Linked DNA regions of Mus musculus: all the other regions are linked to region 1. The links are chromatin contacts, called in public HiChIP or PLAC-seq maps. All regions are on one chromosome and are shown on one strand. Each heading gives the region's core, a stretch centred on a gene start, on an enhancer-like site or on the middle of the called end of the contact. The rest is flanking DNA. Distances are from core to core; before and after follow the strand shown.

Region 1 (4,573 bases), core at 693-3,192:
TCCCGACTTTTCTGAAATGAAGCTGCTTGTTTTCCAGTGTTCTCCGGTAACACTCAACCTCTGCCCTGAGATGCCCTGGATTGAGTCCCCAGTGCCCCGGGGGACTGGGTGTGGTGCTGCATATCTGTAATACCATCACTAGGGAGACAGAGGCAGGAGGATTCAAAACCCAAGGTCATTCTCTGGTACTTAGGGAGGTTGAGGCCAGCCCGTCTCAAAACAAAACACGCAGTAGGAGAAAGGTGTGTGTGTGTGTGTGTGTGTGTGTGTGTGTGTGTGTGTGTGTAATGGAACACATTTCTCAAACTCTGCAGTGAGTTCTTGGAAGAGTAAACCATGTACTGAGTTTACAAACATGTTGTTTGTTTATTTCTATGTCTTTTCTTCTTTGTACTGCTAAGATATCCTTCCGCAAATCAGAATGCTAAAAAGCAAGCCAAAATGAATCCAAAAAAACACGCTGCAGATCTACATAGGTGGGCATCTTTAGAAAGTCTCAAGATTTGAGAAAATGCTTCCAGCAGACGGCAGAGTGGGCTCTAGGCACAAACCTACCTGAGAATGTTGCTTGTCACAGGTGAGTAGGGTATGGAAGAGGGTTTCCCAAATCTTACACCTATTTTAAGGTAAGCAAGATGTGTTAAATAAGCACATTAGCTCAATGGTACCCAGTAATGAAGGGTTATTATTACGTGGAATTGAAGGATCCAGGCCTACACTTTGTCCAAGTTTATAGTCCAGTGATGTCCATGGTTACTAAAATGGATACATGGACCTACAAGATAGTTCAGAGTATAAAGGCACCTACCACCAAACCTGACAGACAAATCAGACACAGGCCCCATGTGGTAAAAGGTGAGAACCCACTCCTGCAAGTTGCCCTCTGACCTCTACACATGTTTCCAGCACACATACAGGGGTATGCTCGCACACATGCACTCATACTTACAAAAAAAAAGGGTAATAATAAAAAATAAAAATGGGCCAAAGAACCCATACCCACGGTGCCCTTTCCTTGGAGGAAGGCTTATTCATATTATCACTAAAGAAATTTTATTCACGGGTTCCAAATCCCCCATTCTATGATTTGCCCTGTGAACGAAAGCTGGAGAGAAAAAAAAAACAAACCTGCAGCTGGCACTGACCCTCTTTCTGCAAAGCTAATTAACCGACTTGAACTTCAACCTTTGCGGAGAGGCTGCAATGTCTGGAGCTTATTGGCAGTTTTCCTTGGGCCCTCTCCAGTTCCCTTAATAGCTACCCGTTGCCTATCCTGTGTCTAACCTACCAGCTCGTGAATAACAGGTAAAACCGCCTGGAACATAATCAAGCCATACATTGAGAGTGCAGTCAGATTGCATCTGAGGCCTGTAGCTGAGGTTCCCTCCCTTCTGCAGCCAGCCTACCTGGGGGGTCCCACCGACATATTTTTGACGTCTTGATTTATGACTTTCTTTTTCTGTTATTATGGAATTTTTTTTAATCAAATTGTTACAACGTTGGAACGTAGACTTTGGGGTAACCCAAACCTGGCCATGACCCCTCCTATTGGCTCCAGAATGAACTCTCTCTAAGTTCCCTGGGAGGTGAGAACTGTGTTTTTTAGCACGCACAGCTCAACTGCAAACCACACTCATTCATTCCCTGCTCCACCACCCGGGATCTTAGTGGGGACGCTGTCTGCGGGCACAGCGGGTGGTGGCCTGGGTGGCTTGGGACTCCAGCCTTCCTCACCGGGCAGCGCAGCCTGGCGGGTGCAGGCGGACTCCCGTGCGCGCGCCCTGCGCACCGCCCTCCCGCCCCGCGCTCCGGGGCGCGGCCAGGGCACAGCACCCGCCCCGAGCAGAGCGCCGAGTTCCTTGAAGGCCGGCGGCCGCGGCAGACCTGCCTTCGCTCCCTCCCTCCCTCCCGTGACGCGCGTGCCCCGCAGCGCGCAGCCGCAGCGCCGCCAGCATGCGCGCCGAGGCCCGCGGCGGCCTGGAGCGCTTCTGCAGTGCGGGCAAGGGCCGGGGGCTCCGCGCGCTGCGGCCCTTCCACGTGGGCGACCTCCTCTTCTCCTGCCCGGCCTACGCCTGCGTGCTCACCGTGGGCGAGCGGGGCCACCACTGCGAGTGCTGCTTCGCCAGGTACGCGGGGACCGTGCGGGCGGGAGGGGCCACGCGGAGCCACGTGCGCCGCGTCCGCTGAGCCACGGCCTGCCCCGCAGCCGGACCTGCGCCGCCCCACGCGTGTCCGTTCTAGCTTAGGTTCTCTGTGGTCCCGAGGCCTCCCGAGCTGTCCTGAGATGGGCGGCTCCCCCACCCCCTAGGGAGTGATGACCCGATCAGCCAGGGACGCTTCCGGTCATTCTGGAGGAGGGAAGCTATGGAACAGACACGCCTATGAGACTGGGCTCCGTGGATTGGGATGAGGGGACACAGTTTGTTGGGAGAATATTTGATTGTACTACTTCATACATGTCCTGAGTGTGTAGATGCTGTATCCACGGCCACATGCTAAGCCTTAAGGTAGTTGCGGATCAGGAAGGTGCGTTGGGATTCCCCCATCCCACCCTGTGTCTTCATTTTACAGACACACTTTATCTTAAAGGCCGAGAAGAGATCATTTTACTGTTGGGACACTAAAGCCCAGAGAGGAAGGGTAGCTGTGTATACACAAGGCACTAATTAGGGGCTGGAGCCTGGCCTGTCAGGACTGACACGTCCCGCCCACCCACTTCCTTGCTTCCTAAGTTTGCTGAGGTAGGGGGTCTGGCTTTGGAGTTGAGCCTGTCCCAGGCCATCTGTGGATGCCTGAGGAAGGAACCCTGCCTGACTTGCTTTGAAGGTCAGTGTCATCACCTTTGAAGTGGAGATGGTGGGCTAGATTAAGCTAACCTGGGGTTCTGCAGGTACCTCTTGCGGGCTGCCCCCAGTCCTGCACTCCACGAAGCTCTCAGCCTCCCAGACTCGTGCGCCTCGTTCTACAATAAGACAACAAAAGAATGGACAAAGGTTGCATATTAGAGTAATCTCGGCCGGACTCCCTGCCAGAACTGTCTTCCGCTGGGGGGGACCTGGAAAGGAACTAGACGCAGAAGCGTGCCGTGGGCAGCGGAAGGGCTGTATGTGATGTGCCTCTTTGAATTGGCGAGCCAAGAGCTAAAGGGTCATGGCACCACTTTGCGACGTTTGAGTGAAGTGAGCATTGGGTTTTCCCAAAGTTAAAAAGGCTGCTGCAACTGGTCCCTTGATCTTCTGAGCCTCGCTGTGGCTGGGAGTCTGCAGCAGTGTGGGTGTCTGCAGTAAAGGAGCAAAGCGGGTCACCCAGCACAGAGGGGGCCTCCGTCAGGGGTCCTGGCGCTTGGTGTGCGGTGAGAGGCGTGGGCCTTGCGGAGTGCGTAGTAGGGACTCGTGGCCAGTTCTCTCCTCCTGAAATTAAATATCTGCGTTGACAGCTGAGGCGTGCTTCTCTCCTGTTGGGAGTGTCCTGATTGTACAAAGACACACAAGCTTCCAGAAGTACCCTTACAAATCACCCAGCCTCAGGAATCCTGTCATTTGTGACAGCTAACCCCCCACTCCCCTTGACATTTGTTAATGTCACTAATTTTGCCTCAGTTCCCTCTCCTGGGCCCCCCAGGCTGCCATTCCATTGTCAACCAATCTCTTCTGTTTGGCTTATGTAACAGTCAGAACTTGGAACTCAACTAAAATATTGCCCAAGAAATAAAACTCACAAGATCCGTGCACCTAGAGAAATCTTCGTACCGCATCCCGTGGTTGCCGTAAAATCTGGTTAGTTTTGCTAGATCGTTCTAAGACTGTGTTACTCCATCTCCTACTTGTGTGTGACTGAGGCCTGACCTGTTCTTGTGTATTAAAGGGGGGGATGCACAGCTCTGTGGAGTTTCAGGAGCATGTTACAGGTGGGGTGCGTGTCGGTTCATGTGTCATGCCCCCAGAAAAAAGCTGCGCTGTCCTTTTTTGTGCTAGAAGTATAGTATTATCACTTAAGATAGATGAGCCTCCCGGGGTCTCATGCCACATCTACTATGTTATAATTTAACTCACTTGGGAAGAAAAACTATTTCTCCAGGAGTGAGCATGTTATATTAACCGAGAAATAATGGTAGAATGTTATTTTTTAAGCTCTCTACAAAATAGGATTCTTAGTGCCAGGAATTTTTTTATTCCCCCTTCTGGCAGTTTTAAATTAGTATCACATTTTCTCAGCTTGGTAGGTGACATTTGGGAAGATGCAGATTTTGCCTCAGCTGCTAGAAGGCAACTCCTAAAAATATAAGTAACTTCTAGGTGAGAGCTATCCCTCATATATACATACATATGCACGCCTGCCCACCCACCTGCCCATATGTCTGTGTACGTGTTTTGGTCCCTGGTTAACATCTACACACAGTTCTTACACATTCTTTAAATATATATATATTTCAAACTGAAAACTGGACATTCTGACTCAATTTTATTGGCTTCAGAAAGAAAGGCTCAGCTGTGACCAGGGGTTGACTAGAATATACTAGAATATTTATTCTTCCTCTAGGACCGAGGTCTCCCTCTTGATCTTTATTCTCTTG
Region 2 (4,573 bases), core at 1,081-3,580, 190 kb after region 1:
CTCCGGCAGCTTAAGATACATGAAGGCTGGAGACCTTGCGTCTTAGCCAGGACCGACCACTAGGAATATGCACTTCAGCCCAGTGAACAAGTCCCCCAGAGAGGTGACTGTGGACAACCTCTCCTGCACTGAGGAGCTCTGCAGGCAGTGTGTGCTGGACCCTGAGTTACAAGGATGGAAAATTTCGGTTTCTACAGGTTCAGAGAGAGCAAAGAAAACCTCAAGATGCTGCGGAAACTCAGAAACTTCTTTGTTTGTTTGTTTGTTTCTTTCCTTCTTTCTTTTAGTTTTTCGAGACAGGGTTTCTCTGTGTAGCCTGCCCTGGCTGTCCTGGAACTCACTCTGTAGACCCAGCTGGCCTCGAACTCAGAAATCCGCCTGCCTCTCAAGTGCTGGGATTAAAGGCGTGTGCCACCGCTATCTGGTGGAAACTCCTTTTAAAAGCAGTGATTCTGAGATACATAGCCACATCCTTCAACTGATTCTCCACGTGCCAGCCACACAGTCACACGGGTAAGAGTGCTGCTAGGGAAGAAAGCTGTTAGGGATCTGGGAAAGGGATGAGCACTGGTGACTGGTGAGCACGAGGCCTGGACCAGGTTCTGTCCCCAGCACCAAAGAGGAAACTCCACTTGTAAGACACAAACTGCTCTCCCCATGTCAAAAGCTCTCAGGACAAGGTTCTGTAGTGGGGTGGGATGGTCCTCACGGGGATACTTTAACAAAACCAAGGATGGGTAAATTAACGACAATTAAACACCTGTCACCCTACAGAACCCTGTGGGAAACACATCAGGGGAGGGAACATGTCCAAGGGAACGCTTTTGATCCTTGGAAGCTACTCCTGGTCACGGGAAGTGGGTAAAAGACTTCCGGTTTCGTTTCTGCTGGGGTGGGGGCTAACTATGCCAGCAACATTGCACCAACCTGCCCATACATGCCCAGCCAGCCACCAGGTCGCTCTCCAAGACTTTCTGCACGCCCCTCTCCGCGCCCCTCACTTTGCCCAAGCTGTTCCCTCCTCTGGAATGCGGTCCCTCAACCACTCCTAAGTTGAGCATCATTCCCTCAACGAAGGTAACCCCTTTCCTCCAGGGCCTGGCCTTCCCAAGAGTCTCAGAACCCCTCTCTCACAGCACATGTCCCCATCCGCCCACGGCTGCCTGCAGGGTGCTGCAGACTCTTGTAATGTGATCTCTTAGCACAGGGGAAGACTCACCACTGAGTTTGTTGAATTAATGAGGGAGGAAATCCATTTCAAGAAATTAACGCATTTTGGAAATTGACCATACATACACCCATTCAGCAGCAGTCTGAACTCGCCTAAGTAGGACCCAGCTAATCCGTGAACCAACTAAACTCAAGACCCCAATATCTCCTCAAACCAAAGGAAGAAGGGCAAAGCGGGATAGTGACAGCGCACATCAATTCCTCCCAGAAAAGATAGGAAAACCATTCCCAAAGATTTAAAACTAGATGTGGCGTCACGTGGGAAAGGGGCTGTTAACTCTCAGAACTTGCAAAGTTCGAGTTGGAGATTGGTCTGAGATGAAGGTATTTTTCCCTGCGCGCCTGTAAGGATCACCCAAGCCGGGGCCAAGAGACTCAGGAGTTTGGTATCAAGGCTGAGGTATTGGGGAGAGGGCACAAGAACCCCCTCACAAACCCAGTGCCCACAGAGGCACAGGACAAGCTTTGGGCTCTGCGCTCTGTTCCCCTGCTCGCAAACACAACAGGAGCTGGAGGCGATGTTTTGGCTGAATCCGAGTCCCAGACCGCGCTCCCCTTCCAGCTCAATCCCGGACGAGCGAGCACTGCTAGCGAAGAGAACCGGCGGCCGGCCACCTGGCGCCCCCACCGCGCATCCCGGCGTCCCCGGCGGCGAACGAAGTTGGCTCTGCCTGGAGTATCTGCTCCCGACCGGCTAGCTTACCTGCTTACATGGCCCGGGAGTGCCCCGGGTGCCGCACGTTGACCATCAGGGAGTCTGGGTCCCCACCACTGGCTTCCAGGAGCTGGCAGAGGAGGGGCGCAGGGAGGGTTACGCAGCGGCCGGCGCGCCGGGCGCACCGGGGAGGAGAAAGGGCCAAGAACCTAAGCACCGCCGTCCCACGCGAGGGGACCCGGGCGATCAGAGAGGTGGGGCGCAGAGAGGGACCGCCAGCGGCCACTTGGTACCAGATGCTCCACGAGGACCTGCCCTGTGGACGAGACGGCTGAGCCGAGGAGCGCAGCTAGCTGGCCGGGCCCGCGGCCGAGGCGCTGGGCAGCCGGGAGAAGTTGTGCAGAACTTGAGCCTCCGGAGAGCCCGAGCGCCAGGAAGCGCGAGCGGCCGGGGAGGGCGGAGGAAGGGGCCGGGTGGGAGGGGACGAGCAGGCGCCGCTGGCCGCGCTCCCCCGCCCCGGGCTCTGCTCCGCAGTGCTGGGGGCCAGGAGGCGGGGAGCGCGCGGGGCGCTCGCTGGGCGGGCCAGGAATGCGTCCGGGGAGGGCGCGCGCCAGCCTCGGGGACGCGCGCCCTGCGCTGAAAAGAGGAGCCCGGGCTCCCCCGCTGCGGGCGCACGGTCCCCAGGGACGTCACAGCGCTGGAATCCGAGGAATGCCAGGCTGCGGGAGCTCCTTCGGCCGGCCGGGCAGAAGTCGTGCACTTTTAATGGGCTAGCTTTGGAGCGCGTTTTCCCTACCAAGGTGTGGGACGGTGGACTAAAGGAAAGTGCCCGGAGTGAGATAGACTGGAAGTGGAGAGGGGGCGATGACCCAAATCAACCAAACTGTGTGACGCTTAGGAGGCGGAGGGGAAAGAGGAAAGGAAAAGACCGTCCCTCCAAGATTTCCGTGGGCAGCTAAGGGGTGGGACACTGGAGCTAGAACAGGCCATTTATTTGAGGGAGGTCTCCAAGCAGGATGCCCCCATGCCGCCACCGCCCAGGAGACACGGGACAAAGTAGGGTGGCCTCCTTGAGAAGGCAATCTAGAAGCTCTCCTCAGAATCCTAGGATCTCTGAGTAGTGAGTCTTAGCTCCGGTCCTCCCACCCCGCCCCCACGGCCAACCAGCCTTTGTGTGCTGGAAGTTGGAATATGTGGTTTTCCCGGTTTGTTCCATGCCACGGAGGGGGCCCCACCCCGCCTGGGTAGGCACTGGGAGGGAACTGCGTTAGCACTTTCGGAGGTGGGGTTACTGAGGCGCAGCCAGTGTAATGGAAAAGGCACTCGGCCGGGCAAGGAAACCTGTATTAGGCCCCGCGGAGTTGCTGGCCCAGTGGTTAACTCAGGAAGATCCCAGCCCCCTACCCCTGATCCTTGGGTTTAGTAATTGTGAAGTGAAAGGAGTTGCCTATATTTTTAAGGTGCTTTGCATGTCTTGGCATCTGTTCTCTTCCTGAAATCTTAAGACCAGTCCTTTCAAGGACCCTGAAGTCCTTGTCACCCAAAATATCATTAAATTACTTCACTGTACAGGCAAGGGACACAAAACTTCCAGGCCTTATCCTATCAAAATGGCTCATGCCAACTCTGGAGGCAGAGACAGGAAAAATCACAAGTTCGAGGCTGGCCTAGACTACATAGCAAGACCCTACCTCAAAACAAGAAAGAAAGATCTCTGTGCCCACAGAGCAAGTCTGTTAATAACTGGCTTCTGAGTGTTCTTCTACAGAACCAAGAAGAATAAAAGAGGACGGGGGGGGGGGGGCGTGGAGGGGGCAAAATGGGGTGGATGGAAAGCAAAGGAGGCTGAGTCTTTCAAAATATCAAGGAGAGGGCTTTGAGGAGTTTCCAACCAGCCTTCAGGAATAGCTTTATGTCAAGGCTCAGTGTGGGCAGCATTCCACACAGCCTAGCGTGACAATCACGATCCCTTAGTGAGGATTCAGGCAGCAGAAAAGAGGGGTCAGCATCACCAGGGAACACCTACTGCTGAGGTGGCCTAAAGGACCCAGGCTGCAGAAGAGCTGCTCTCAGCCGCAGGCGTTTGACTGAAACAGGATGGGGCTCAAAGACAAAAAGATGCCAACAGGCTGTTCCTTTCTGGGAGACAGGAGGCAAATGTCACAGTAGAAATTAAGTGGCATATGGATGTTGTGGCTCTGAGTCTCAGACCACTGAGCACAGCCCCAGAGGCCACTGTGGTCTAGAAGAAAGAGCAAAGGGTTTTTTTTGAACAGATGCAAACGCTGGGCTCTGCCTGTGAGCAGCCTTGCAACCCTGGGCAAGCCACTTAAAGGAGGCTTGAGTTTATTTTGTCAGCGGAGTGTGACATTAGGGACAGAGTTTGGTTGGGTTAACTGGATCTTGAGCTGCCACCCTGTCTGAGCTTGCTCCATGCCTCCTCCTCCAGACTCAGGCATGTTTGTGGAGGAAGCTGAGGGATGCCAGAGCTGGGAGTCCAGTGATGAACACAGCTTTAAGTGTAGCCTGGGCGGGGCGCTCACCCCCTGTGCTTGCTTGTAATGTTTAAATCAATTCATTCATGAAAATAAAAGTCTTTATTAATTTTAAGAACCTATAAAGTACTGACTGATTGGTTTTATACTGGATCATAAGAAGACAACACAAAAATATTCTCTCTCTCTCTGT
Region 3 (4,573 bases), core at 851-3,350, 180 kb after region 1:
AGACTCGGGTTGCTTCCCACAGGGATGTAACACAGCTCACAAGCTCTCAGAGAAAGGAGTCCTAGCTCTAAGGATCTGTGGCATTCCCTTGTGAAATGAGGTGAGAGATGTTTGTAGTTCTGTCATAGGCACAAGAGCTACATGAGTCCCAGATTGCCTCCTCCCCAACGTGAGCACAGGCATGCACATGTGCAAGCAGATGTGCAAGCAGTTGTCCACATACACAGGGACACACACACAGAGAGAGAGAGAGAGAGCCAGTTCTCCCGATCGGCAAGGGTGTGGTCTGCCCTGAAAATGTTCTTGCCTCCTTTTCAGAGTCCTGGAGCTGCCCCTGAGGAAGGTTTATAGGTTTTCACCAGTTTCTAAGTAGAAGCCAAAGACAGGCACAGTGACAGGCAATGTGACACTTGTAAAACAGAACAAGAGAGAGACACGGTTGGTAATAAAAGGAGTTCATCTACAGTTCAAGCAAACACTGTAGGAAACCCACTCTTGGTTTCAGATGCAGTGTTTTTTGACTTGGTGAAAACCACAAAGGAAAGGGAAATCTGCAAGCTGTGGAGGGAAAGGATACCGCGCGAGGCAAGAGAGGAGCAAACCACAAGATGCAACCATGCAGTGAGGTCCCCTGTGGGTGCAGTGAGGTCCCCTGTGGGTGCAGTGAGGTCCCCTGTGGGTGCAGTGAGGTCCCCTGTGGATGCAGTGAGGTCCCCTGTGGATGCAGTGAGGTCCCCTGTGGGTGCAGTGAGGTCCCCTGTGGATGCAGTGGTCCCCTGTGGATGCAGTGAGGTCCCCTGTGGGTGCAGTGAGGTCCCCTGTGGGTGCAGTGAGGTCCCCTGTGGATGCAGTGAGGTCCCCTGTGGGTGCAGTGAGGTCCCCTGTGGGTGCAGTGAGGTCCCCTGTGGATGCAGTGGTCCCCTGTGGATGCAGTGAGGTCCCCTGTGGATGCAGTGGTCCCCTTTGCACTTGCCCTTTACCCCTTAGAACCCTGATGCTTTTGCTTTTCTACGGTTGCGCTTTAATATCCGGGTGAAGACGAGATGTGTTTCCAGGAACAGCTACCAAAGCCAAGCATGTGGTACCCTCTTGTAAACCCAGCATTCCAGAGGCGGAGACAGGAGAATCATCAAGGTCATCTTTGGCTACAAAGAAAGTTTAGGTCAGCCTGAGATATATGAGGCGCTATCTCAAAAGCCCAAGAAATTTAAGATTAAAAAAAAAATAGTTACTGAGAAAAAAACACATAAAGCCAAAGAGACAAAAGCAAAAGCCTGAGGGTTTTGTTTTGTTTTTTTTTTTTTAATAAAGACTTTCAGACCCCAGTGCAGGGGAAGCCAGGGCCAGGAAGTGGGAGTGGGTGGGGAGGGGAGCGGGGCGGGGGGAGGGGATAGGGAACTTTCGGGATAGCATTTGAAATGTAAGTAAAGAAAATATCTAATAATAAATCAATCAATCAATCAATCAATCAATTTTTTTAAAAAGACTTTCAGAAAGCAGGAAACAAAGTTAATCACCCTTATTTTTCTCAACTGAATAAGAAAATATCAACTTTTCTAAATCTTTTGGTTTTAAGATACCACAAGCAATTAGTAGTTGCAAAACCCAGGGCAATCAGGGTACCGAGAAGGCTGCACATTTAATAATATTAATAACTGCACCTTAAGTTGACAGTGCTCCAGGGAGCAGTCTGCCCATGTAACAAGATCTGCCAGGCTTGTCCTCTGACCCAGAGTCCACTTTGGAAACCATACCCCAGGGGCAATGCACTCCAAGTAAAGGAAATGTCATGTAGTCCACAGTGCTTACCCGATTCCTTACTCACACTGTTGAAACTAGACTAGCTCCAAGCTTTGGACTCCAAGAAAAGGGTTCAATCAATTACAGTACAACACAAGATGGAGTTACCCATGTTCATGTCTGCCCCCCATCCTACCACACACCCCATGTCCCTGTGGCTTGTCTGGAAAGGCTGAAGGGGAAGCCTGGATCCTCCAGCCAATAATTTGGGGCTCCTGCATGTGTTACAGGCTGCCTTGATGGGTGTGAGCAGGCAGGACGCTTGAACTCAGCATAGCAGCTCTAAGCAAATCATGTGATTCCTGGCTGGGATGCAGCTCAGCTGACAGAGTGCTTTGTCTAGCATGCAGGGAGCCCTAGGTACAGTCCGCAGTGCTGCATAAACCAGGCCTGCAATCCCAGAATGCCAGAGGTAGAAGCTGTGGGGGAGGGGGGATCAGAAGTTTAAAGTCATCTACTATGTAGCAAGTGGGAGGCCCAGCCTGGGCTACCCAAGATCCTGTCTCAAAACACAAACAAAAGACAAGAAAAGCCATGATTTGCACTACACTGTTGTGGGGTCGGGAGAGAACACAGCCCGGAAGGTGCTGTCCTATGTGACTCCTGTAATGAAAATGGTGAGAAGTGAGCTTCATCAAGCTGAGAGCTCCAGAGGAGGAACAAATGTCAGCCACCAAGGTGCTGAAACCCATGTCCTTATCAAGATGAAGAAAAAAAAAAAAAGAAAAAAGAAAAACAAAACAAAAAAAAGCAAAAAAATCAACAATAAAAAAAAAAGTTTGATGACAGTACCTTGTCATGGAACTATGTCAAGCTATAGGCTAGCCGGTAATTTTTACATGAAAAGAAATTATAGAAAACTCAGAAAATATTAGTGATCTCTATAGATAGCAAGCCAGCAAGCACACAAAAATTGTGATATGATGCCTTATAAGTTTCTTTCCAGCAACGAAATGTATGATATCTATATGTACACACACATATATTTTTAATCCCTACTTTAATACTATCATTGTAAATAATTTTAGCTATATATATATATTTTATATACTATCTGTAGTATAAATATTTCTAGGTGTGGCAGTACAGACTGACTCCGAGCTACTGAGAAGGCTCAGGATGGAAGACCACTTAAGGTCAGGGATCTAAGAGCAGCCTGCATGACACAGAAAAATTTGACCTCAAATTTTTTAGCTGAGAAGATATTTCTGCTTTAAATGATGGAAAAAGTCATGACCACAAGGAGAAGGAGCAGCCAGTACAACAGTCAGCCCAGTGAACGGCCCACTCTGCCTTTGGGTATCTGGCAGAGGCGTCAATTTCTTCTGCAGACTATGAAGAAGGAACAAGAAGGGCTGTGCTGAAGCTCAGAGGTGGGCGCCAACTACCATGTAAATGCTCCCAGTTCAATCCCAGCCCTGGAAGCGAAAAACAAAACAAAACAAAACAAAGCAAAACAAACAAACAAACAACCCTCATCTTCTGTAAATACATGAAAGCAAGGGATCACATAAACTATTTACTGGGATAAACTACTTCTACATTATAAAACGCTATGTAAAAAATAAATAGATAAAGAAGTGAATGAAGAAAGAGAGACAGAGGCAGGGAGAGAGAGACAAAGACAGAGAGAGAGACACAGAGAGAGAGAGAGAGACAGAGACAGAGACAGAGACGGAGAGCAAGCCAGATCTGAAAGAGCATCCATCAGTGCTCTAAAAAGGTGGGTGGGTCACCTTTATCTTTATAACCAATGACTGAATCCCATTGTATCAGTAAGACTAGAGAATCACTAAAACCCTCAGAACAATCTAGCTCATGGACATCTACCCTAAAGGAAATTCAACAAGAACTAGAAAAATGTATGTGAACAATCCTCACGGCCATGCTTCAGGGGAGAAGGGTGATAGCCGTTATCAACCTGACGGGATGTAAAATCAGCTATGAGACAAGCCAATGGACCATGACCAGTCTGGAAGGAGCAATGCATTCCCTGAGCACAGGTGAGCTGGTTATCACACTACTGTAGGGTCCCCCAAAAGAGTCAGACCAAAGCTTGCTGTCTTCAGCAACAGTCTTAGCATCCAATCCTGGCACACAAGCAAAAGCAACAGCTGTCATCACTGTAGGGACCTCCAGGGTCTTCCCGGCCAACAGTTTACAGGGAGGCCATCCTCTCTCCGGTTTCCAGGATGCCTGCTTTCTCCCACACAAGGCACCTTTATTCACTCTGTAACGTCTGTGGAGATGTTATTCATGCTTCCCACAACCATAAAGCGCCCAAGGATTCCACAGCTGCACCCAGCTCTCCCATCCTTGCTCCTACAGCTGCATCTGCATGTCTCTCAAACCGGCTTCCCAGTCCATAAGAGCTCAGGGTAAGCTCTACGCCATCTACGGAAGACAGGCAAGATGACAACCAAGATCTCAGGCCACCATCCTATGACAAGCAGTGAAGCTGGGACAATAACCTTAAGGAAGTGCTCTTGAAGTCTATTTTTTCACACTCCAAGCAAGTGTCCATGGTCTTGGAATTCAGCAGCAGCAGAAACAACAAAAATACTAAAGAAAATTGTTACCCAGGTCCACGGTACTGTGAACATCCTCTGCGCTGTACCTTCCCTTTCAGAGCAGCCGAGAGGGGCATGGCATCCCAGGTGAGCTACTTTGTATTTTTAAAGATTTACTTATTTATTTATGCATATGAGAACACTGTAGCTGTACAGTTGTGTACATGGTTGTGAGCCACCATGTGGTTGTTGGGATTTGAACT

Evidence for each region. HiChIP or PLAC-seq counts read pairs in DNA pulled down with a chosen protein or histone mark.
Region 2: a contact with region 1 is called in an H3K4me3 HiChIP or PLAC-seq map of embryonic stem cells, with 26 read pairs. The contact joins the promoter of Ptpn14 here to the promoter of Smyd2 in region 1. A contact is called at or near these places in 17 of 39 promoter capture datasets (the 3T3-L1 cell line, the HPC-7 cell line, HPC-7-derived erythroid cells and 10 more), 11 of 484 Hi-C or Micro-C datasets (cardiomyocytes, embryonic stem cells, granulosa cells and 3 more), 24 of 115 datasets of contacts at active chromatin or transcription factors (the 230-238 cell line, the SCID.adh cell line, bone marrow-derived macrophages and 14 more) and 4 of 9 other capture datasets (adipose tissue, embryonic stem cells, liver and 1 more).
Region 3: an H3K4me3 HiChIP or PLAC-seq map of embryonic stem cells shows a contact between it and region 1, with 13 read pairs. The contact joins the enhancer-like site here to the promoter of Smyd2 in region 1. A contact is called at or near these places in 14 of 39 promoter capture datasets (the 3T3-L1 cell line, the HPC-7 cell line, HPC-7-derived erythroid cells and 9 more), 2 of 484 Hi-C or Micro-C datasets (cardiomyocytes and nephron progenitors), 5 of 115 datasets of contacts at active chromatin or transcription factors (embryonic basal ganglia, embryonic forebrain, embryonic stem cells and 2 more) and 2 of 9 other capture datasets (adipose tissue and pancreatic islet).

What each region holds. Positions count from the first base shown.
Region 1 is chr1:189,919,660-189,924,232 of GRCm38.p6, reverse strand. Smyd2 (SET and MYND domain containing 2) reads left to right here and starts at 1,942. Exons shown (of 12, transcript NM_026796.2): 1 at 1,942-2,126. The coding sequence starts at 1,954.
Region 2 is chr1:189,726,025-189,730,597 of GRCm38.p6, reverse strand. It overlaps Ptpn14 (protein tyrosine phosphatase, non-receptor type 14), which reads right to left and starts at 2,330. Exons shown (of 19, transcript NM_008976.2): 1 at 1,934-2,330.
Region 3 is chr1:189,742,683-189,747,255 of GRCm38.p6, reverse strand. All of the region lies in intron 1 of Ptpn14 (protein tyrosine phosphatase, non-receptor type 14), which reads right to left. Among named protein-coding and RNA genes, the nearest start is that of Ptpn14, 17 kb to the right of the region's middle. Within about 2 kb of position 2,100, at least 25 of the 459 cell types and tissues checked have an H3K27ac peak or open chromatin away from gene starts, as enhancers often do. A contact at or near this core is called in adipose tissue and embryonic stem cells, where this site is marked.